2 separate regions of the Rattus norvegicus genome follow, and region 1 is linked to region 2. Evidence: chromatin contacts called from public HiChIP or PLAC-seq data. All regions are on one chromosome and are shown on one strand. The core of a region is the stretch at or near the end of the contact, and the rest is flanking DNA. Distances in the headings are between cores, read along the strand shown. Region 1 has its middle 57 kb from the start of Pax1. Region 2 has its middle 64 kb from the start of Nkx2-2.

Region 1 (7,572 bases), core at 4,383-6,882, 49 kb after region 2:
CCACCTGGCTTTCTCGAGACAGCCATGAAGCCACTTGCCATCCTGTTTCTGCCATGCCAATGGCATGGGTACAGCCATTAGACATAAAAGAATGCATTTCCTAAACCTGGAAGGTTGGCCAAAATGTCCAGTGATGATCCTGGGCATGGTTGGAATTAGTCATTGAGTCTTTACGGTTATTTTGCTGGGTATGTTGACCTCCTCTTGACCTCACAAAGGGAACGGACCCTTCTAACAAGGATCTGTACTCCCCAACCTATTGTCTCCAGAGAGCATGAAATGATCTGACTATAAGGACAGCTGATGTCTGGTTCCCAGTGAAAGTTAAGAGACAGAGAGAAGACATTCTGAGTAGAAAACACGTTTAGAAACATCTTCAGTCCACATGAGCGTGCATTTTCACAAAATAGAGTAACACCGCATTACTAGGAACGCCTAAGATGGGCGTCAAAAGTCAAGCTGAAATTTACTATTAGTTTTAACAGATCTGAAGTCCCCATCCAATCGCTATTGAGGGCTCTAAATGTTTCTCTTTCCTCTTCACATACATCCTTACGACTCAGTGTAGGTGCCAAGGCCACATTAGAAACCACACGGGTTTAGAAAACTAGCAAACACCGTTTCATGAAGGTACATGTGGGAAGGAGGTGCAGATATTTTAAAAAGTAGCAAATTGATGTACAAAAGTGGGACCCTGGCTCAGGGAGAAAGAGAACTGGGCTTCCTTTGGCGGGAGAAGCTTCCAGACAGGGGAAGTCAAGGGTCCATACAGCGTTCATTCTGTTTTGTAGCTCAAAGTTGGTCTGAAGATAGAGAAGAGCTTCCTTTAGGGAAAGGGTAGATACATAACACTGGCACCCTGGCAGAGGCTGGCACTGGGGTTCCCAGGCTAGAAGTAAATCCAATTTGTTTGGTTCTCCACAGATGTTAAGTAGGTTCAAAAAAGTGTCTGGGGTGCACCCTCGTGTGGCCAAGTCTCACTGTGTGGTGGAGATCTGAAGCCCATGCCCAGTAGAAATTCTGAGGATGACTCTGGATTCCCCCCATTCTCTCTCTCTCTCTCTCTCTCTCTCTCTCTCTCTCTCTCTCTCTCTCTCTCTCTTCACAAGTAAATCTGTACCAATAGATTGTAGCATGGAGGACAGGAAAATTTCCACCATAGGCCATGCCTAGGTTAACCCATGCCATCCAGAAGCCCTTGGAATCTCCACGGGAAAAGGTAGGCTGCTGCACTTGGTCAATGAGGGTCAGCATAGCTACCAGGAAATGGTGATCGAACTGCAGAGAAATGCATCTGCACAAGAACCACAGCATGCCCTAACATGTCTGTGTGCGATTCTTTTATCTTTCTTAAATTACAATGCATGTAAGGATTTTCTTGGTTGCTGTAATTGTCGCCCTGCTTGTATTCTGACATACTTCCTTGTTGAGCAGCCCTGGAATCCAGGCCCATCTCTCCCACACCTGCCTATCACTGTTGCTTCTTCTCATGGTCCGCCTCTGAGTGATGCTTCCTAATTGCTTAGAGTTTTAAGGTCTTGTGCGTTTTGTGATACCATTTGTGAAAACTTTAGATGGTATTTGGGGTTGTTTAATAAAAACATATTATTTTCTATATACATATGTATTATATTCAGTAATTTGTCTCATTTACACCAACAAAACATTGATTCCTATGCATAAGTGGTCATATTTCCATTTTTGACATCTAAAATAAACTATATAGAAAAAAGAAATTTCTGTTTTGCAGGTTTTGGGTCTGTAACAGTGTGGGCACCATGATGAGAGTGCATGCTGAAGAAGGTTTGAAATTTCATAGCAGCCAGGAAATAATAAAGATAGGAGGGGCCAGAGTTCCGGCACCTCCTTCAAGGGCACCTCTTCCAATGACCTCCCCACAACCTACAGGTTTCACACTCCCATAGCACCAGAGGCTGGAGACTTCACTGTGTAAGTCTTCACTATAAAGGGCCTTTGGGAATGTTCAAGATTTGTACAATTCACATGTTCAAGAATGTAGCAATTCACAAGGAAGAATGTGAAAGGAAGTCCATTATGACAATATCTAGAAGAACACAAAATAGCCACACCAAAATATCTATAAAAGGGTAGTAAAAATAAACCAATATTCGTCTACGCAGTAGAACGCTCTGCAGTATTTAAAAGGAATGAGGTTTGTGAGGAGGAACAGGGGAATATTCTTGGTACGTTGTTGAATGAAGAAAGGAAGTTTGAGACATTGTGTTCAGGATGGAAACACTATCAAAAGACACAACCCCCTTGTGTGTGTGCTGAGTTTCTTCCCCAGTCTTTCTTCACTTTGGCTGAGAGAATGGTCTTTCCCCTAATCTAGAACTCAGAAATTCTATCGGCCTGGCTAGCAAGCCTCAGGGATCCATCTGCCTGGGATTACATACAGGTTCACCCTGCAGCGCCGGCTGACTTGCTTGCTTTTTAGAACATTTTTTCTTTGTTTCTTTGTTTCTTTCTTGCTTTCTCCTCCCTTCCCTAAGATACTTTTATTTCATGAATAAGAGTGCTTTTGCTTACATGTATTTATGCATGTATGCATGCATGCATGCTTGTGTGTGTGTATGTATGTATGTATGTATGTATGTATGCTTGCTATGCACATGCAGTTTCTGAGGAGTCCAGAAGAGGGCATAGGATTCCCTTAAACTGTAGTTAAAGGTGGTTTTGGGCAGCCATGAACAAAAATGCTGGGACTTGAACCCTACTCCTCTTTAAGAGCAGACAGCTCTCTTAACTGTTGAGACTCCTCTCTGGTCTCTGTTTTATCCCAAGGGTGTTGGGGGCTGAACTCGGATCTGCCTGCTTTGGTAGGAAATGGTCCACCAATGGAGTCTTCTCCCCATCCCTTGGATTAGAGAAGTGCTCAGAGAAAACATTCTTATGGGTAAGTCCCGAATGGCAGTGGCTCCACTAGGTAAGGAAGAGCAAAGCAAATGTTTTATCCAATGAGACCTTCAAACCTTTCCTGTAGTGCTTACGGTTTTGATTTTGTTTTTGACATCCAATGAGCAAACATCACACTGAGTTTCTGTGAGTAAGTGAGAGATCATGTCTTATACTTGTACAGAAATTGAAGCTTTCTTCTCTGAAACGGTTGGAAGCAGGACTCTAGATTCCTTTCTGGGTTTTGGAATTTGATTATAGATAACGAGAAATTCTGGGGATAGGACCTAAAGCTAAACACTAACTTCATTTATCTTTCCTTTATACCTTAAACACGCAGGCTCGAGGTTATTGGTGCAATATATATCTCATTTCCATGGTGACTTGGCACGTGATGTCGGGGGTGGGTGTCTTTCCACTGGTGGTGACAAGTGGGTGCTCAGAAGCTGCCAGATTTGGGGCCTTTTCACGTGATGGTTTTTCAGACTGCAGCTGTGCCTGTGAAAACAAAGTCAAAGGTAGCTGGGGAGCAGAGGGGACGGGTCCTGTTACAGGGCAAGGCTCTCCAGCAGCCAGCGTGTCAGATGCAGCTCTTTTTTTTTTCTTTTTCTTTTTCTTTTTTTTATTAACTTGAGTATTTCTTATATACATTTCGAGTGTTATTCCCTTTCCCGGTTTCAGCTCTTTCTTTAATATTGCTCTAGGCTGTGCCAGGCCTTGTGGTACTTCCCCCCCCCCCTCCCGCGCTATCTGTTAGTAACTGAGAGATCGCGATGCTTCAGAACCAAGCCAGACCTGAACTTCAATCTGTGCCCCAAGAGACATTATTTAACTTCAGTGCTTTAGCGCCCTCCAGTGGAATATGCGTGTCATCACATGGAACGCTATGAGGAGGAAGTCCTGGAGCTGTCTCCTGGCACAGAAGGGTCACCATGTGAGTCCACTGACAGCAACATCCAAAGGTCTCTGGTCCTCTCCTCTCTAGAAGATTCCACAGCCTCCAAGGTGGCAACCTCCATCAAGATACAGCTAGTGCTTGTAGTTTGCGGCAGCATCTTGCCGTTCCCAGTGCTCTAGATCTTCCTTAGTAAGTGAGGCCAAGAGAGGGAGAGGACCATTTCCTTGGAGAACTTGGGGCCCAGAAAGGAGAATCATGGAACTCATCACACCATGAAGTTGACAGCAGAACTAGCTCCAGTTCTCTTATCTCCTCTGATGTCTCTTCTCAGAGACACGCATTCCGACAAAATATGGAAGGCAGAACTTGCTTGTGGCACAGCAGAATTGGAAATGTTGTCAGAAGACTAACCTGTTCCAGTTAGAGAATGGGCAGAACTCAGTTATGTGCTTTCTATGACATTTTAGTGAGTGGCTGACTGTTTGTGAATGACATCATGGAGACCAAGGGCGGAGTAACCTAATCATTTAGATTTATTTAAATATACTGTAGTGGTTAAAATCACTTTTAAAGTGTAAGTGTGTGTGTGTGTGTGTGTGTGTGTGTATGTGTGTGTGTGTGTGAAAAGTGTAAGTGTGTGTGTGTGTATGTGTGTGTGTGTGAAAAGTGTAAGTGTGTGTGTGTGTGTGTGTGTGTGTGTGTGTGTGAGAGAGAGAGAGAGAGAGAGAGAGAGAGAGAGAGAGAGAGAGAGAGAGATGCCTGTGTAGGTCTCAGTCAGAGGCTAGCCTCAGGTGTGAATCTCAAGAATGCTATCTCCCTTTGGAAACGGTTTCTCGTTAGCCTGACGCTCAACCAATTATGTTAGACTAGCTGAACAGCAAGTCTAGGAATCCTCTTCTTGTCCCAGCCTCCCCAGTGCCGGGATTACCGATATATGCCTCGGTACACGGCTCTTTTTACTTGGATTCTGGGAGATTGAACTCGGTTCCTCAGGCTTGCACCATGAGAACTACCAGCTGGGCCCATTTCCCTAGCTCCATGGCCCATCTTGATTGTCAGCCTGAGGGTAAGGAGAGCTACTGAGGAGACACACCTCTGGGTATATCTGTTACCACGTTTCCAGGAAGGTTGTTCTGAGGTGGGAGGGCCTGCCCCAGATGTGGATGGCCCTGTTTCACCGCTGGGGTCCGAGCCTGACTATGGAGAAAGAGAGCTGAGTACCAGCATTCTTCTCTCTGTGCTGCCTGACTGCAAACCCAACCTGGCTGGGATTTTGTTACCGTGACTTCCTGGTCTCGATGGATGGTCCCCCCTCAGACTGTAAGTCAAGACAAACCCTTTTTTATTTATGTTGCTTTTGCAGAGCATTTTATCACTGCAGTGAGAAAAACAACGACTACGTAAAGCAGCCTATGATGTTTGGTTGACACAAGGTCTACCAAAAAATTTCCCAGGACTGATCCTCCAGGGACACACGAGTCTGGAAACACTCTTTGTAGTATGGAGGCCACAGTAGTGACACAGATAAGCTTGGCTTTGTTGCCTTGACCTTGGAGTGGGTGCCTCAGGACAGAGACTGTTGTAGCCCAAAGAGCAACAGAAAGGAGGTACGTCTGCAGGAGGCTGGAGACGGAGACAGGCTCTCAAGGCAGGCAGCTGCCCTCCCTCCCTCACATAGAGACAGCCCTCTCTCTTCTTCAATATTGACCTGCAGAGAAAGAAAAAAAAATCTTAATACTTTTTCAGTAGATCATGAAGCAGTTTATTTAATATTATTTGGATAACAAGCCTCCACATGAATGGGATTCGAATGTCAATTGTCTTAGGGGGAAAAAGATTTATTGGTTGGTAAATATTGAGAAAGGAAAGCTGATAAAGACCGGCTTCAGCTGTGGCCTCTGCCGGGAACGGGAGAACAGGCCTGTGTTGTATTTTGGGGCCCTGGGAAGGCAAAAACTGGTGAATGTCTGCCTTTGTTGGTGGGTGTAAAAGTGGAGCCCACCACAAATAATTTCTTATTTCTGTTCACATAGATTTTAAATTATGTAGCTCCCCTACCTTGTTAAGTATTAAAGCGGTCTTGTTTAAGGAAAAGGCACTTACATAATGAAGCTTATGTAGTTTGTCTTCAGACATCAATATCTGGCTTTGAGTGGCACAAAGAGATAAAGGAATGTGGATTCATAGCTCACTGAGATGCTTGGCAATTCTAATTCAACCCGGCTGCAAATGGACACAAGACTGTTGTGACTTCTCCTGAGTCGAGAGAAGGCTGGGTGAGCACGTGGTTTGGGGAAATTGTATTCTCTTCTTCAAGTTCTTCTGTTTCCGAACATTTAATCCTACTGTTCTCATCTTTAATGAAGGTCTCTTTGGTAAAGAATCGTTTTCCTGGAATGGCTGAGGGCAACAGAAGCTGGATTCAGAAGCACACAGGGTTTGGGGGGGGGGGTGTAGGGTGTGGGGAGACTGCACAGGCTGCAGCAGGATTCATACAGGGAAAGGCTGCCATCTTGTGGTCATCTTCATGCACTGCCTGTCTGTGAAGTCCGTCTGCAGAAATCAGCAACACTGGAGGGAAGGAGTTTGCAAGCTGGATTTCTGCAGGACAACGTGAATGCCTTTAGGAATCACTCGGACAGTGGCCAGGTGCCCTCCGAGGTAGGCTCCAGTGGGTATTCTGCATGTATATGGTCATTCCTCAGGCAAGACCAGGCCTCACAGACACTTTGCAGACTGAGCAGAACAACCAGCAAACAGTTCCACAGTGAGAGCAAACAGCCAGACACATAGACACATGTACCATGTATGTACTGTGTTCCTGGAAGACAGCCAACTGAAAAACACCCAGGCCAAGGTAAGGAGGTAATGCCAACTTATATAGGAAAAAGTAAACAGAAATGACCCATGGTGCTTCATCCAGCAGGTCATCTGGTCAACCACTCAGACAAAGCCAAACCAGGACAAGCAAGGATTTATTCTTTTCTAAAATTGTATAAACACACTTGTAGAAATGTTACACATGTTATGAAAAAAGAAAAACAAACAACATAGAGAGGTTCAGAGAGCAAGGTAAGAATAGAGTCCAGGCCACCCAAGTCACTCACAGCTCACACTTAATCGACCAGCTTCCAGACATTTTGCCATAAATGTACTCAGTGAAAATTCAAAACACGCCTTTATTTAAATGTAGTCAGACTTTCCATTTAATTGGGTAGAGTGCTTTGTCACTTAGCACAGAGCCAGATATAACATTTCGGGACAATAATAATTAAATCAGTTGGGCAGTGGTAGCACATGCCTTTAATCCCAGCACTCAGGAGCTTAGGAGGCAGAGGCAGGTGGATATCTGTGAGTTCAAGGCCAGCCTGGTCTATGGAGCTAGTTCCAGGACAGCCAAGGCTATGTAAATAAACCCTGTCTTCAAAAATAAACAAACAAAAAATTGGTTTTTAAAATCAGCTGTGTAATTAATAGCTAATAATATTTACTAGCCACCACTTGGTTTCTGCTATGTGCCGGACACCATATTGAATGTGTGGCATACATAATCTTCTCTATCCTAAGATCAGTGCTCCAAAGCATAGATTTTTATTGTGCCCTTCACACCAAGGACGATTCGACTGGAGTACAGGATATTAACCAGCGCCCTCCTTAGAGCCTGTTACCTCTTTTGATGTACCTTTCTTTTTGTTTCCTTTTTAAAGAATTTCACACAGGAATATACATTTGCATTATGGCTGTTCCTCCCTCTCCCC
Region 2 (7,363 bases), core at 4,650-7,149:
ACTAACCATTCTCTTATTCTATTATTTAGTTACACACCCTCCTTATTCTGATTACTTTTCTCTCTTTAAAAACAATCCTGACTATCTGATGTTCTCCCATAGATGAACCTGGAGAGCTGGTTGCCTTGTCTGGAGGTTCAAGCAGAGGGTGTGGCTTGAACTCACATGCCTTTGGCTGGAGAGCAAGCCAGGGAAGGGCATCCTCTTCAATCAAGCACACATCGACCAGAAGGATGAACATGAAGTAGTCAGGGATGAAGGTGCCACTCACATAGCCAACCAGATCAGCCAGTCAACCTTGGTGATGACCAGTGTGTGACGGAGCTCACCATCAAATACCCTCACATGTTCATAGCATCATCCTTAGTCCTGGTGGTGAGTAGGGCCAACTACTGTCTGCTTCCTTGTTCAACAATATCTCAACTACTGCTTGTTGCTGGTCCTCTGATGGCACTGGGCAGTCCTGTGGTGCACAGACAAGTCTGCATACAAAACGCTATACACATACATTTTTAAAAAAAGATTTAGTTTTTAAAAGTTCACCATTAAATTGGACTTTGGGGGCTAGAGAGAGCTCAGTTCTTAAGAGCACTTGTTGCTCTTACAGAGGACCCAGGTTCAGTTCCCACCACCTACATGGTGGCTCACAACCACACTTAACGCCAGTGCGAGGGGATTCAACTCCTTCTGACCTCTGAGGGAATAGGAATACATGCCATAAACACATATGCAGGCAAAACATGTACGTGAAATAAAATAAATATTTTGAAAAACTTTTGATGTTTGCTGAAGGCTTAATTAAGAGGTGTTCATCTGAAGTTCCGTTTTCGAGATTTTGATCACATTTAACCTCTCAGTTTCTTTTGTGCATCTATAAAATAATCAATTTTAAAAAATTTTATGTCTTTGCCCCTCGACATACTGGGGATGGCACCCAGGAGATGGAACACGTGCTGTGACTGTGACTCTGGGTGTTCCATCACCACTACTGGCTGACTTCATATTTTTTATGGGATGATTTGCATTACATTGATTTGCTAACACTAAACATTGTTCTTGAAATAATCTAAATTTAGTATCCTATCATTTTTCTTTTAAAGAACTGTTTATTTACTTGTTGAGGCAGTGTTTCACTATGTAACCCTTGCTGGCTTGAAACTTGCCATGCAGACTAGGCTAACCTCGAACTTACAGAGATCCAATCTGCTTCCTGAGTGCTGGGATTAAACTTCTGAGCTATTGTCTCTAGTTATTTGTTTATCATCATCATCATCATCATCATCATCATCATCATCATCACCACTACTGTTTGCTGTTAATGTTTATGTGTCCTTTTGAGAGAATGCCACGTAAATAACTGTACTAACAAGGCTAGAAGAGGGCGTTAGATTGCCTGGATCTGGAGTTACTCAGGATTGTGAGTCACCTGATATAGGTGCTGGGAGATGAACCTGGGTTCTCTGGAAGGGACCCAGAGTGCTCCTAACAGCTGAGCCATTTCTCTGGTCCCACCCTCCTCCTACCGTTTTATATTATTGTTTAAATAGCTTCTTTTTTCCTTCATTCTATTTATCTTTTAAAAATATAGTTCAGTTCAAATTTTAAATTTTATTGATGATGATGGCAGTGGCAGCGGCCACGGCGGCAGCGGTGGTGGCGGTGGCGGCGATGATTGTGTGTGTAATGTATGGGAAAGCATATGCCTCGGCACGGGCAGAACTGAGAAGTCACATTTCAGGGACTGGTTCTCTCTTTCCACTGTGAATTCTCAGGATCAAACTCCATGGCACGAATATACCCCTCATCACGTTTGTACAGAATGAGCCTTTAATTTGTACAAGACGGAGGCATCTTGTTGGCCTCATTTATTTTTGAGACAGTGAGTCACTGTATTGCCCTTGCTGGCCTGGAACTTGGGATCCACCTGAGTCAGTCTCAAGATTGGTGGGATTGTAGATGGTACCTGGCTTTGCATTTTCTCTCTCTCTCTCTCTCTCTCTCTCTCTCTCTCTCTCTCTCTCTCTCACACACACACACACACACACACACACACACACACACACTAGGAGTTTTGAATCTATATACATACATACTATTTATACTATTTGTAATTTTCCTCCTTCTGACTGTGGATTTTGTTATCAAACCTGTTGGTACCAGGATCCAACTTTCGACTCCGAACCCAGAGGTGACATCACCAGGTAATAAGGATCCATGCATCTGTTGTCATGGCAATGGCCATACATTCCCAGTGTCCATTTGGTTTGCCTCCCACCTTGTCTAAATAAAAGTCAGACCCTTCCTGCCCACTTCCCTTTTTTCCTCTTCTTCTTCTCTCTTCTCCCCCTTTTGTCTCTGTCACTCCCCCCCCATAAACCTCTCCAATGTGGCACTGCATTGGTCTGGTGTGGTCTGTCCAGATGTGAGCCATGATTCTATCACAACATTGGCGCAGAAACCTGGGAACCCTCGCAGCTGTGCCCACTGGCAGCTGCTGCGGCAGTCACAGTGACTGGTACTGGCATGACCGTAATCGACCATAATCGACCATCACTGCATGGCCACAAGGACCGGCAGCTACCGTGACTGCTGCCTGCTGCCATCTCAGCACCGCGTGGACTTGGGCGACAAGACACATGCAGCTGCTCTCCCACCACCTGTAAGTACTATCCACATCCAGAGAAAATGTGTCTCAATAGTCCAACCTCCAGATATCAGAAAAGTAGGCGAAGAAATCAAACACTCCTCTGAGGTCCTTACCTCCTTGACATCCCCCCTCATAAATGGCACTAACTTGTCATTTCGCCTTTTGCTTCAGATCCTGACCAACTCCTTAATGTCACCCAACCTGGTCGCTTTAAATATTGCTGGCTAGGTGAACCCCCTGGAAGTTGCTCGCACTTGCCCCTTACAACCTCTCCAGCGATACTGTCTCACCTCTTGCCAGCTGCCCTGACTCTGATGTCACCATGACTCCATACTTTTTCTCTATCCCTCTTTTTGGCAAACTGTTTTAAGACATCGGGACATGTTCTGTAGGAACTCCAGGCTCCCTAGACTGCAGTAGAACCACAATCCTTTATACCTCATCTCTTCCACAATACCCTGCAGTCCAAAACATGTCAATCCTCTGTGACACCCAGGTATATCACTGCCTACTGCCAGCTGGTCAGGGGTTCTCATGTTGGTGATCCTTTTCGCTGAACGAGGAGTAATCCAGGGAAATGAGCCCCTGCCAATCCCAGCTGTAGGTATGATAGCTTCCCAGCATAAGAGGGCAGTTCAGGTCATGCCACTCTTGGTCACTGCAGGGATGGCCATAGGGGCTGGCACTGGGGTTGCAGGGATAACTACGTCCATGACCTGTTATAATAAGTTCACTTCTGAGATTGACACCGGTTTTCAAAAACTGTCTGGACCCATGCTTACCATCCAGAAACAGATGGATTCTTTGGCAGCTGTGGTGCTTCAGAAGTGATGGGGGCTGGATGTCCTGACAGCTAAGGATGGTGGCCTTCTGTTCCTCTAAGAAGAATGCTGTTTCTGCGTCAACCAATCCAGGATAGTGAGAAATAAAATCCAGGAGCTACAATCAGACATGCAGAATTTCAAGGAACATAAGGCCTTCGATTCCTGGATTTTTGAAAACCCTCTATGGAAGTGGACGCTCCCTTTCATAACGCCTTTCCCAGTCATCTCTCTGGCATTACTATTCATCCCCTGCCTCATTAATCTTGTTTCTACATTCCTTCAGTGACAGATAAAAAATTTTTCTAACCAAAGTATTAATCCGTTCCGTTACAGGATTACCTGCCTCTGTCCACGGAGGAGCCTGATGCGAACTTTTACCAAGTGGATCCCACGGTGAAAGTCAGCTATACACTGAAATTGATGACGCCCCAAGACAGCAGGTAGCCATCCAAGAGACATAAGACCCCATTCCCCTTTCACCATCAGCGTCCCCCTTTCCTTCTCTTTATAAGAAAAAGGGAGGTATGTTGGTATCAGGATCCAGCTTTACCTCCAAACTCAGTGGCAATGTCACCTATAGGGGACAGGGACAGATCATCTGTTGCCATGGCAATGGGCACACATTCCCAGCATCCATTTGATTTACCTCCTACCCTTTACCTGCAAGCAGTTACGTCTAAATAAAACGCAGACCCTTCCTGCCCCCTTCCCCTTTTCCCTTCTTCTTCTCTCTCTTCTCCCCCTTTTGTCTCTGTTAACCCCCTCCTCCCCCAATAAACCTCTCCCACGTGGAGCTGCATTGGTCTGGTGTGGTCTGTCTGGACGTGAGCCGTGGTTCTATCACAACAAAACCCATGACAGCTTCCTAAGACAAACCAAATAGCATATCTTCTTCTATTTTCTGAATGAGATCCTAGAGGATGGGCCTAATTTTTCCACTTAATTATTTTGAGAAATTTGTACAAATACAACATCATTACATAAAAGGGCGATTGAAAAAAATTACACTCACATACGCAGTTCCACATAGCTAAGTGTTACAAAATTGTAACGACTTAAAAATACAATATTTATAATTATAAATGCGGAATATCATATAGACTACAGTTTTACAAAAAAAAAATACCACACTGAATTAGAAAGTTACATTCCAAAACTCTCCCGGACTTTGGAAGCCGCTGTCTCCAGCTATAAATCATAAACCATTTAATGTGCTGTGCAATTCTTTGCCCCTCTCTTGGCTTCTCTGAACTCCAAGTTTCCTTAATTGTCAGGTGAGCTTGCTCGGTGGCTCTTTGCTTCTCGGAGTTGTCAGGAAGAATCAATGCAACAAACGTATGTCAGGTCATCACCCCAAGTTGGGTATGCAGTGGGTGTTCAGTGCAGGGTGATGAGGTTTAACACCACATAATCAACTTTTAATTTTAATAGTAAATTTTTTTCATTCCACTGTCAATTGAGCACCCATTGGAAACTAGGGTCTTTGGAGCACAGCAGCAGAATCGAATGCAGCCTTCGATGTACAGGGAGTCAGCACCGGAGCCTGAGGATCCATGAAATGAAAAGAAATAAAGCGAAATCGAACCCTGTCTTCATGGTACCCCCTTTGTTCTGCTTGAACAAGAGTAAATAAAATCAGCTGTACCTGCTGGAGGGACAACTGGAGCCCATGTGTGGGCTCTGAGGCTGTCACATGTCAAGAACCACCTGAAATGAATCAAGGTGAGTTGCTTTTTTGAAAATGGCTCCCAGGTCTAAGCCCTAATTCCGGCCTGTGCAGGTTATCACCAGTGTTTATCCATCAGGGTTGACAGGCATTCTGGGAAATCTTTGCATCAAGGCCTCACTTTCTGCCAAATATGACTATGCTAATTTTTGATATGCATTTCTTGGACAGGTTAACGGAGCCTTAGGGATGAGACTTAGCTCTCAAATTTGCTGCAGAAGTGCAGCGAGACATGTTAGGGATGTGGTGATGTGCGGCAGGGGGCAGAGACAGTGGACTCGTCTATTTGAGCATTGGGTTGGTGAGCCAGACTGTCTATTCATGGAGACATGATTATACAAATGGAGCATTGGAGCTGCACCTCTAGAGAGAGGGGTGAGCACATCTGCACACATCTGTATAGTATATTCACATTACGAATTCAGTGTTGCAAAAATACAACCACAACGTGTGAGCCGATATATTTCCACCACTGTGTCAATCAGTTGTTAATTCTGCTTGCAAAATCGTTAGAAGTGTAAAATGGGACCCTGTAATGCCAGGACACTCGAGATAGCCCTCTTTGGGTATGCCTGGACAGGACCTGGCATTCTGCCCTGCTTGGCAGTCAACCTTTTTTCTCCTGCCGTTCTGCCATTGTAGCGGTGTCAGATGCCAAGGGGCAGAATGGATTTGGAGGAAGCTGTCGTCACTAAGGCATGAATGGCCTTTACTACTTCTGTGCCAAAGGGCTGAACCTCCCTGGGCGGGAGGACAAGGAGAGCTGGCTGGAGGGGCAGGGAACGCCATCATCTTGTGAGGGCTTTGGCCAAATGCAGGGCTGGTGCTGCTGTTCAGAAAGAGGGAGCGGTTGTGAGAGGCCCAGGAGTTTTCTTTTGTGGTAGAGTGGAGCTTGATCAACACAGCATGAGGCGTTCTTGCCATGAGCTTATCTGGAGCCCAGGGTCTCTGCTGAAGAGCCTTGCAGGTTGTTAGGGTCCTAAAGAGGCACTTGCTCGGTAAGAGAATGAAAAGCAGGGACAGAGTTGCAAATTAACTGGGGAGGTTTCTCTGGTAAGTGAAAAAAAAAAAGGCAGTCTCAGAAATGCAAACATTGCATGCTTGGTTCTGCTGCGGCCCTAGACTTCCTGGGTACATAAATATGCATAGGTATTGATGGCCGGAAACTAGAAATGAAATTGTCTGGGGGAACTAGTGAGGGGCGGGGGAGAAGGAGGAGGATAGTGGGTGGGGTATGGAGGGGAATATGCTCAAAGTACATTACATATTTTCGTGAAAATGGCCTTATGTGACCTTATATAATACTTTGCCTTCAAAGTCCAGGTTGTAAGTCAGTTGTGCTCGTTTGTGTAAGAGATCAGGCGTGCCAAAACATCACCATGTGCAAATATTATTATTTGAAAGCACAGCTCCCAGGACACGGTGTAACAGTGCAATGGATGGAGAATGTTTCAGTGTTCCAGGACAGAGGAAGGGGAACACAGTTATATGGTACACGGTATCTCTCAAAGCAGTTAGAGGAGGAGATTTTGAATGAACTCACTACAGAAAATGATGAAATGCTAATGGTCTGACTTCAGCATGCCCAGTGTGTACACAGAACAAACTTCTACTCTAGCCCAGGTACAGGGGCAGTTAAGATGTGCAGCAAACCCGCAAACCACTGCCTCTGTTTGGCGATCAGAGACAGCTAATTACTGCTCAGATTTCCACAGCAGGTGCTGTCACAACTGCTCTCCTCGAGATTATGGCAGTGGATACCAAAAGAGAAACCCAGGAATTGAAAAACAATGAGGAAACCTGGCTTGGTGGTAAACAAGTCCTCAGGAAGCTGAGGCAGGAGAATCAGGAGTCATGCAAAGCCAACCTAGACAGCAGAATGAGAGCCTATCTCAAAAACAGAATAATAATAATAACAACAACAACAACAACAACAACTCAGAAATAACTTTGTAGATAGTGAAGACCGTTTGCCTGTAAAAAAAAAATCTAAAATTTTGGTTTCTGGGAAAAGTGGTGAAAGATTATTTCTCCTACACCCTCGCTTGCCTTCTAGATCAGTCTACTTTAGAAATGTCTTAAAACATTTAAACTTGTTTGGAAGTTGTCCGGTGGGAACGGAATACAGATCTGAGGCCTTGGAGACTCTGGTACAGGTGACTTCCG

Evidence for each region. HiChIP or PLAC-seq counts read pairs in DNA pulled down with a chosen protein or histone mark.
Region 1: a contact with region 2 is called in an H3K27ac HiChIP or PLAC-seq map of oligodendrocytes, with 10 times the contacts expected there. The contact joins two enhancer-like sites. A contact is called at or near these places in 2 of 12 Hi-C or Micro-C datasets (the A7r5 cell line and Schwann cells) and 1 of 1 datasets of contacts at active chromatin or transcription factors (oligodendrocytes).

The regions. Positions count from the first base shown.
Region 1 is chr3:155,184,854-155,192,425 of GRCr8, forward strand. No RefSeq gene overlaps it. Among named protein-coding and RNA genes, the nearest start is that of Pax1, 57 kb to the right of the region's middle. Within about 2 kb of position 5,633, at least 4 of the 93 cell types and tissues checked have an H3K27ac peak or open chromatin away from gene starts, as enhancers often do.
Region 2 is chr3:155,135,777-155,143,139 of GRCr8, forward strand. No RefSeq gene overlaps it. Among named protein-coding and RNA genes, the nearest start is that of Nkx2-2, 64 kb to the left of the region's middle. Within about 2 kb of position 5,900, at least 4 of the 93 cell types and tissues checked have an H3K27ac peak or open chromatin away from gene starts, as enhancers often do.